2 separate regions of the Macaca mulatta genome follow, and region 2 is linked to region 1. The links are chromatin contacts, called in public Hi-C maps. All regions are on one chromosome and are shown on one strand. The core of a region is the stretch at or near the end of the contact, and the rest is flanking DNA. Distances in the headings are between cores, read along the strand shown. Region 1 holds the start of CREB3 (cAMP responsive element binding protein 3). Region 2 holds the start of ARHGEF39 (Rho guanine nucleotide exchange factor 39).

Region 1 (4,711 bases), core at 1,447-3,946:
AGAGGGACTCTAGAACAAGAAGTTGAAAGGCAACTGAGATCCATCTCTTTCCAATACAGAAATCCCTTCTACAGCTTCCCTGACCAATAGGCATTCACATTCTTTCTGAATGCCTCCACGGACCATGTGTTAACCCTAACAAGCCAGACCATTTTAAACTATTAAAAAAAAAAATTGGTCAGGCAATATTCAAGTGACATGGCTCATGCCTGTAATCCCAACACTTTGGGGAGCTAAGGCAGGAGGACCGCTTGAGCCCAGGAGTTTGAGACCAGCCTGAGCAACACAGTGAGACCTTGTCTCTACTAAAAATAAATTAGCCGGGTGTGGTGGCACATGCCTGTGGTCCCTGCTCCTCAGGAGGCTGAGGAAGGACAATCGCTTGAGCCTGAGAGGTCAAAGCTGTAGTGAGCCATGATCTCACCACTATTCTCCAACCTGGGCAGTAAAGCAAGAATCTGTCTTCAAACAAAAACTTCCTTATCCTGAACCAACAGCTGTCTCCTTATAATTTCTATACGTTGGACTTACCTAGTATCTCTGGGGCCAAATAGAATGAACCCTGTTTAGCTATTTTCAGGCATTTGACATTTCCTCAGAGAAAAAAAGTTCAAGAAAAAAACAGCTTAGACAAAAATTTTAACTCATCTTCTTAGGATAGACTGCATCTTCTTAGTATCTGTCAAAGATGTGCTCTAGCCAGTATAAAGGAAAGCAAGATAGTGACTTGTGGAGACAATAACTCTTGCTACAGTTTCCAAATCCCATTAACTTTCCTAGTAGCCACATCGCACTGCTGACTCATCTTGTACTTTGAAGGAATTAAAATTCTTTACTTTTGGAGGCCAAGGTGGGTAGATCACTTGAGCACAGGCGTTCAAGACCAGCCTGGCAACAAGGCAAAACCCCATCTCTACTAAAAACACCAAAAAAAAAATTTGCCAGGCAGGGTGGTGTGCACCTGTAGTCTCAGCTACTCAGGAGGCTGAGGTGGGAGAATCACCTAAGCCCAGAAATTCAAGGCTGCAGTGTGCCATGATCACATCACTGCACTCCAGCCTGTGCAACAGAACAAGACCTTGTCAAAAAAAAAAAAAAATTCCTGGAACTTTTCTATTAATGAGCACTGATTTCATCATAGTATCCCAGTACTCTGCTTGTGAAGTTGCCACTGATTGCTTAAAACTGGAAACTAAGGATTTTGCATTTATTCATGTACTGCTTAGTCCAATCGTGTTGAACTCTCTAAACAGTTCTACCATTCAGCAAGAGGTGGATTACTATGAAGCCAATGAAGTGTCAAGGCCCTTCACTTACACAGTCCTTTCCAAGGCCCAATACTAATGTTGCACTGATAATTTTGAGGGTTTTTTTTGTTTGTTTTTTAACAGAACACCAAAATTTGTGTAAGCCCAACGAAAATGAGGATCTGCCTTGCATCTAGCATATTGGGTACCTGCCTCAACTTCCTATTAGCAATAAATCTGCTAAGTTTCTCACCTCAATCCTTTTTTAAAGTTATTGATATAAAGTTAACAGAATTGGCCTACTTGAGACTTTTAATCCCTTTTCAGCCTTTGCTCAACTAACGAGAGTCTTACCTTAGTGAGAGGAAGTGTCTCAGGCAGAATAAGCCCCTCCTTCTCCAATAGACTCTTCTCCTCATCTGTCAGTACCAGCCTAACAATATCCTAGGGTAACCAGAAAGTGGGCGGCAGTTGCATGGGGATGTCACAGAGGAATGGGGAATCCTGCCCCCACCTGAGGAATGTGAGAGTAATCATCCTGAAAATCAAGTCAAGTACCTGCTCTGCCAGCTCCTCCATATGCTGTGGAGTCATCTGGGTCCCCTCTTTTCTACAGCTCTCACTCTCTGCAAAAGGGAACGTATGAATAGCCAGGCCCATGAACCCTGTCCTCCCCCCAAACTTATTTCAGACTCACCTAGATCCATAGAGACAGGTTCTCGTGGGAGGGAGTAGGTGTGGTCATGGTGGACAAGGCAGGGGTTGGAGTTGCTGAGAACGTTCAACGACGACGCTGGGGGACTCAGCAGGGAGCTCAGCAAATCATCTACCTCCCAGTCGCTCGGTACCTGCGCAGGGTTCCAGTGAACAGGCCTTGACCTATCACCATCCCCTGACCTCATGGACATCCCACGCTTTCCCCAGTCAGAACCCCAACGCACCTCAGAAAGCGGCAGCTCCCAGTCCAGTGGGGCCCTCACGGACTCATCGGGCGCCGTCCTCAAATCTCCACTTTCCTCTAGCAGGAAGCCCAGTAGGTCTTGGTCACCAGCGTCCAATTCCAGCTCCATTTGGGACAACTACGGAAAGGGTGGGCTACCGGGCCCCAACGTCCGAAGCCCAGACACGAGCCCCAGGCCAGCTGTAGGCCTCGGGCACCTATCCACTGTCCCTCTACGGCCGGGCTTCCCGGCCGGGGGCTTTCCGTAGCCCTCTCCGGACCCGCCTCCCAGGCTCAATTCTCCTCAGCCTCCAACGCAGCGAAAGTGACGCACCCCACCCCGTGGCACTGTGGGACTTGGAGTTCCCTCCAACTGAGAAGAGGCCTGGGTGCCGCGCCACGTCCCAGGGGCTATGCAAATGTAGGGGACGGCCCTGCTGCCGCCTCGCACCCCGAGGGCGGGGGTTCCGGGGCTCCGGCTCCGCCTTCTCCCCCAAGCTAGAAAAAGGAAGAGTTCTGGCCTGAAAGGGAACTCGGGCGTCGTCTTGGCGTTCTCTCCGGATTGCGCCGCACCCTCGCTTCCTGCCAGGGAGGGGCTGCCGGCCTTTGGCGGCCCCCGAGCATCGAGAACGCGGCCAGAGCAGCTTCCTGCCTGCCCCCCGCGACCATAGAGCGCTGCCCCAGGGCGCCGCCCGCGGGTGGGGGACGTTCCCAGGACGGAAGTGGCCGAGAGAGTGTCGAAGGGAGGGCGAGGCCGGAGCCCGAGGGCGACCCGAGAAGCGGCAGGGCAGCGGGCCGGCGGGCCGGCAGGCGGGGCGCAGAGCCGGGCAGCGCAGGTAGGCCAGACCGGGCCGGGCGGGGGCCTTAGGGTGGGGCCGCGGAGCCTGGCCCCGGGGGCGGGCGGGGCCCTGCCTCTCCTGCGTGTCCGGTTCGGGTCCTGTTAGTTGGAGAGGTCAGCGTCCAGCGCATCTCAACTTGGGCTCATCGTGAAGTAGGCCGTCTTAGGGGAGACAGGCCTCTCCTGGGGGCAGTCCTCTGCCTGGGATAGGCTTTGGGGAGCGTGAGGAGTCGGGTAGCAGCGGGGCGCAGGACGGGGACGGGCTTTGGTGTTAGCTGATAGCGGCCATGTGGGTAGGAAAGCTTTGGGTGAGTTGGGGATTAGGTGGGGTCCGTTTAGGAATCAAGGGTCGCTATAGGAGTTAAAAGCTGGGGTTAAAACTTAAGAGTTAGTAGTGTGAGTCAGGTCCGTTTTAGGTAGGTAAGGTTTAGATTAAGGTCATTATTTTGTTTGCTGGGATGGCCATCATACGTCATAATTTGAGTTCAGGGTCGGGTTAAGGGTCAACAACAGGAATCAGGTTAGAGCCTGTTTGAGGGATTAAAGAATGTTGACATGGTCGGTATTAAGGATAAACAGTGAAAGCGTGAGTTAGGAATCAAGTTACAAATGAACTTTAGGCTTAGGGGTCAACATTTAGGGTTAACATCAGGCGATTTGGTGCTAAAGGTAAAACTTAGATCAGTATCAGGGATCAGGGATTGGATATGAGTCTCTGCTGGGAAAGGGATGAATGTCCAAGCCGGTAGTGGGAATCAGGAAACAAATTAGAGGTGGGGTTAATGTTAGGAATTTGGGGCAACTTTAGGGGTTGTAATTGAGGCTAGCATAGTTGGCCTTGAGCAGATGAAATTTAAGAGGTTGGCAGTAGGTAAATGCCCTTCTTTTGTAGGGAAGTCCTTTATTCCTGTGTAGTTACAGGGGCTTCTTTTCACCCAGAGAGATAACAAACTAATTTCAGGCTAGTGTTCTGGCTTATTGCAGGCATCTGGGATTCCAGCATCTTTATTCCATTCTCTAAGCCTAAGGCCCTTGCTGTGGCCACCACAGTTAGGGGACAGAGATTCTGGACTATGTTGTTTACATACAACATAGGTGGGAAATAGGGACCCAGGATGTACAAGGCCTAGTCACAAGTTGGAGACTGCCTAGGGAAGAAGGAGCTGTTGACTATGGGGGAAGCTGACCAAGGAATCACTGTTGCCACGGGAGAAGGAAATAACTGAATCCCCTGAAAGTTTAGCTTTGCTGTCTCCCACTTCACTTGTTCTCTAGGTATTAAGGCCTCCTCTCCAACTCTCATCCCTGACTCTGCATTTCACATCCATCCTGACTATCCCCTTACAAAATACTTCCCTTGCCTTTAACTGTCCCATGCTCATCTTATCATCCGTTCCCATCCTCAGTTCTACCTCCCTCACCAACCCTTAATCCGCACATCCTACCTGAATTTAGCCTCATCATAACCTGAGCTTTCCCATCATTTTAAATTACTCTCCTACCATTTTCACCCAGTCATGTACCTACATTCCACCTGGTCATCAGCTGAATACCCTACTCCCAGCCCCTGCTGTGTGCCACCCCCTAGATCTAAGCCTCTTTTAATTTCTTGGACCATTTGTAGATCCCCTTCCCCCACTCCCCAACAGAAAAGAGGAAACGAGACCCAAAGAGGAAACTGGGTCT
Region 2 (5,054 bases), core at 2,550-5,049, 69 kb after region 1:
GCTTTTGCCCTTATCCTGCTCCTTATCTTTGCAAGGCAGTGTCATCCACTCCCATGGCTCCTATAAATTGATGACACCCAAGTATTCCCAGGCTGGACTCTCTCCCCATGTCAGACCCATAACCATCTGCCTAATAGACAAGACCCAAGACATCTCCACTTGAATGTCCCACAAGTATTTCAAGTTTAACAGGCCCCAGGTTGAATTTGTCTTCCCCACAAACCTCCTCTTCATCCTCCTTCAGTAAATAGCACCACCCTCTGCCTAGAAGCCAGAAACCTGGTACCATCTCTACTTTCATCTTTTCCTTCACCCTAGCATTCAATAACCATGCCCTATAGATTCTACCTCCTAAATTTTTCATCCACATTTTTCATCTTTGCTCACACTTACATCAGCTTTTACCTGGATGACTGCAACTGCCTCCTGATAGGTCTTTCTGAGTCCAGCTAACCAGAGTGATGTTTCTAAAATGGCACATCTCATTATCTCACTCCCTGTTTAAGGCCTTTCAATGGTTTCCCATTGCTCTTAGGATAAGGTTCACAGTAACTGACGTGGCCTTCAGCGTGCCACTATTGCCCTGGTTTCCATGGTGGGCTTGTGACCTAGGGGAGTAAAGCTCTCTGTCTGAAGTATTTGATGGCTAAGGGAACCAAGTCTGTGGACAACACATAAAGAAGCACACAGTCATTGTAACTGTGGGCAGCCACCTTGTATCCACAATGGAAGCCAGCCTTAAGATGAAGGTAAAACCATGGAAGGCACGGTGGAGTGGTGGAAAGAGGTCCTTGGTAACATGATTGAGCTGCTGGATTAGGCCAACACTAGGGCCCACCTGCTTCTGGACTTTTCAGTTGCATGAATTAATAAATTATCTTAATGTTTAGCCACTTTAAATTTATTATTACTTATATCACAATTTTACTGATATAAATTCCTTCTAAGTTTGGCCTCTGTCTACCTCTCCAGTCTCCTTTGTCATCACTGTCTCCCTTGCAGTCTATGCTCTCATCTTATAGAACGTCTAGCAGTTCCTTAAATTCATCGTATGCTTGTGTATGTGTGTGTCCAGGCCTTTGTCCGTGCTGTTTGACTCTTTTTTCCACTTCCCCTGCTGCCAGCACCCAGCTCTGCCTAGCCAGGTTTTATTCATCCTTCAGGTCATCAGTTCACATATTACTTCCTTTGAGAAGCCTTCCCTGACTCCTACACTAGGATCAGTCCCTTCACTGCATGATTGTGTAGAAGCCTAAATGTCCCTTGTAATGTTTCCTCATTTTATGGTGACTCCTTACTGTATCTGCCATGCTGGAGTGTAAGCTGCCTATGGGCAGGAGTCATATTTCTCTTGTCCACCATTTCATCTTCATGCCTAGCACAGGACCTGGCACATGATTGGCATTTAATTTTTTTTTTTTTTCTGAGACGGAGTTTCGCTCTTGTTGCTCAGGCTGGAGTGCAATGGCACAATCTCAGCTCACTGAAACCTCTGCCTCCCGGGTTCAAGAGATTCTCCTGCCTCAGCCTCCCAAGTAGCTGGGATTACAGGCATGTGCCACCATGCCCGGTTAATTTTGTATTTTTAGTAGAGACAGGGTTTCACCATGTTGGTCAGGCTGGTTTCCAACAACACATAAAGAAGCACACAGCCATTGTAACTGTAACTACCGACCTCAGGTGATCTGCCTACCTCGGCCTCCCAAAGTGCTGGGATTACAGGTGTGAACCACCGCACTCAGCCTAATTTTGTTGAATGACTGATGACTGTTGTTCAAAGCATCCCTAGGGCTTCTCCAGCATCCATCAGGTTGAATGCAAAATTTGAGGATAAAGAATAAAGGGGTTATTGACTACCCTCTGAACCTCCTCCTGTTGGCCCCTCCTATCTTTGGCTGTGGGAGCAGAGCTTAGCAGCTGTTCCAGGTAGAGTGTGGTATGCCTGACTTGCTCTGTGATTGACTTGGTCCCCAGGGAATTAGTTGTCGCCAACTGTTTTCAGTGTGTCCTCTCGGCTTTGCCCTCTTCCCCAACCGATGCTTATAGGAGGCTCTATTCTCCACCCCCTGCCACCCACCCAAAGCACTAACACACACTGGCAGCATTCACAAACATACCCATCACCAACTGCACCCCAGGTGTTGTGGTCTACTCTCATCACCTGGGCTCACAGTGACACCAATTACCACGGGATTATCTGTCCTCTTCTATGTTCGAGCTCTTAGTGTGTGGACTGTCCCACATTCACTTGAGACAGTATAACCAGTCCTCTACCTATTTGGTATCACTACCAGTTTCCTTGGGACATAAGCCCAAGGTACAGTCTGATCCAAACTCTCCCCTTCCTTCAACCAAGCGCTTCAAGTTATTCCTCCCTGGTCTAAGCCCAGCATTATTTCTTTCTTAGAATTCTTAGAATGTCAGAGCTGGTGGGGAGGTGGTGGGGACCTCAGAACCTTGACAATCCCCTGGTTCTTGGCTTGGGGTCCAGATTCCTAGGAGTCCAAATCAGTAGGGAGGGGGCCTAAAGTTTCTGACATTTTTTTTTTTTTTTTTTTTTTTTTGAGACGGAGTCTCGCTCTGCCGCCCAGGCTGGAGTGCAGTGGCCAGATCTCGGCTCACTGCAAGCTCTGCCTCCCGGGTTCACGCCATTCTCCTGCCTCAGCCTCCTGAGTAGCTGGGACTACAGGCGCCCGCCACCTCGCCCGGCTAGTTTTTTGTATTTTTTAGTAAGAGACGGGGTTTCACCGTGTCAGCCAGGATGGTCTCGATCTCCTGACCTCGTGATCCGCCCGTCTCGGCCTCCCAAAGTGCTGGGATTACAGGCTTGAGCCACCGCGCCCGGCCGACATTTTGTTTTTTTTATAACATTTTTTTTTTCTAACTACAAAGTAATGCATGCTTAATGTAGAAAACTTGGGAAAGGCAGAAGTATACGAGAATTTTAAAAATCGCCCTGTCTGTCCCGTTCATCCCTTTAGCTTCAGTGATCCAGTGCCTGGCACAGATACAGATTAGGTACTTAATACACATTTGTTAAACAAATTATCTTCAATTCCATTACCCAGAGATAAAAACCACAGTTAACTTTTTTTTTTTCTTTCTTTTTTTTTTTTTTTTGGAGAGATGCAGTCTCGAACTCCTGGGCTCAGGCGATGCTCCCGCCTCTGCCTCCCACAGTGCTGGAATTACAGGTGTGAGCTCTCGTGCCGGCCACACAGTTAGCTTTTGCTTGTTTCGCCTTCAAACCTTTTGTATGTATTTTATACAAAGGGGATTATATTATACACCTTCGTAGCCTGCTTTTTTCCTCTCAGCAATATACTTACTATGTGTGTTTTCCCATATTAATAGCTTCTTCACAACACCATTTATAATATTTAATACTTTCATATCATTCCTTCAAATGGCTATACCTTTTCCTAGCCAATTCTGGGAACAACCGACCCCCTGGCATTCGGCATGGGCTCGGGACAGAATGTGTACTGTAATGATCGCGCCCCACCCCCATCCAATTCTCCAGATAGGACGCTAAGTTCCTGCCAGCATCTGCAGCCCGTCTCCTGACTGAAAGTTCAGGCTGCTGCTCCAACATAGTGCCACTCAGAGGAGGGCCCCACACCTGCCCCACCCCGCCCTGCCCCTGCCGGCGCCGCGCACTTAAGGCGCCTCCCTGGCGGTGGGGCAGGACGAAAGAGACCCTGCGCGGTCCGGCCGGCCGCCGCGCATGCTCCTTCCTGCGCGCTGCCCTCCCCGGCCCCGCCTCCGCGGCTCCCGCCCTAGAGCGGTTAGGATTTGAATCTGTCGCGGGTTGCAGCCGGAAGTGTCTATCCCCTAGCCAGGCATGGAGATCCACTACCCGGGTGTGCGGTCCCCGGTGCAAGAGCAGCGTGCCCGCTGGGAGCGGAAACGCGCTTGCACCGCCCGGGAGCTGCTAGAGACTGAGCGGCGCTACCAAGAACAGCTGGGGCTGGTGGCCACGGTGCGGGACCTGGCACACACTCCCATTATGGAACAGGGACCCCAGGGTGTGGGAGGGTCTCTGCGAGGTCGGTAACCCGGAATAGGGTGGTCTTGGACTATCCCTCTGCATGCAGGGAGCCTGGGCAGACTTCTGCGGTTTCTGGGGGAGCCTGGCGTTAGCCTCCTCTTCCTCCAGGCTAGGAACCAATATTCTCTCCTTCCGCAGTACTTTTTGGGGATCCTGAAAGCCAAGGGGACCCTGCGACCACCTGAGCGCCAGGCCCTGTTTGGCTCCTGGGAGCTCATCTACGGCGCCAGCCAGTAAGTGGAAGGGGCACAGAGAGAGGAAAGGAGGGAGAGTCCTGGCCTGTGGCCGTGCACAGAGCTTGGAGTCAGAGACTCAGGTTGTATCAGGTTCTATTTGGAGTCCGCCAGTTACCTCACCTGTGGCCTTGGCCCAGTGCCTTTAGCATGCCCTTGTTCTCCATCTGTACAATGGGGTAATAGCACTACTATTAGTGCTATTAATTCTCATGAGAACTAAATGAGGTGGTGCTTGAGTGGCTCTAGAGCTGCCCTTTTGCTGTCCTCGCCCACACAGGGAGCTGCTTCCCTACCTGGAAGGAGGATGCTGGGGCCAAGGGCTGGAGGGCTTCTGCCGCCACTTGGAGCTCTATAACCAATTTGCTGCCAACTCAGAGAGATCCCAGACCACCCTGCAGGTAACCTGGAGATGACCTCAAATCTTGCCCCTTACCTTTCCCCTTCATCTGGAGACCCAAACTTTATACATTTCCTGCATTTATAGAGCCCTCTGGGTGCTCAGCTCTGTGGTAAGTTCTCTGTAGGGAGACAGGGTTTCTCTTAGGAGCGCACAGCTTACTGAAGGCTGGGAATGTGGATACAGATGAATGCAATATAAGGAGTGGCTTGTCTCCCTGCTTCCAATCCTTTCTCCCTCACTCCAGGAGCAGCTAAAGAAAAATAAAGGTTTCCGGAGGTTTGTGCGGCTTCAGGAAAGCCGCCCTGAGTTTGGGGGCCTTCAGCTCCAGGACCTACTCCCTCTGCCTCTGCAGCGGCTCCAGCAGTGA

The links. Hi-C and Micro-C count contacts between places; a contact is called where the count stands out from the background.
Region 2: a Hi-C map of fetal cortex germinal zone shows a contact between it and region 1, with 2.1 times the contacts expected there. The contact joins the promoter of ARHGEF39 here to the promoter of CREB3 in region 1. A contact is called at or near these places in 3 of 14 Hi-C or Micro-C datasets (CD4 T cells, blood and fetal cortex germinal zone).

The regions. Positions count from the first base shown.
Region 1 is chr15:63,962,035-63,966,745 of T2T-MMU8v2.0, forward strand. It overlaps CREB3 (cAMP responsive element binding protein 3), which reads right to left and starts at 2,697. Exons shown (of 9, transcript NM_001265647.1): 1 at 2,189-2,697; 2 at 1,945-2,095; 3 at 1,806-1,873; 4 at 1,602-1,691. The coding sequence starts at 2,317. TLN1 (talin 1) reads left to right here and starts at 2,895. Exons shown (of 58, transcript XM_077965731.1): 1 at 2,895-3,023.
Region 2 is chr15:64,030,009-64,035,062 of T2T-MMU8v2.0, forward strand. ARHGEF39 (Rho guanine nucleotide exchange factor 39) reads left to right here and starts at 3,800. Exons shown (of 9, transcript NM_001204918.2): 1 at 3,800-3,982; 2 at 4,190-4,284; 3 at 4,565-4,685; 4 at 4,932-5,050. The coding sequence starts at 3,845.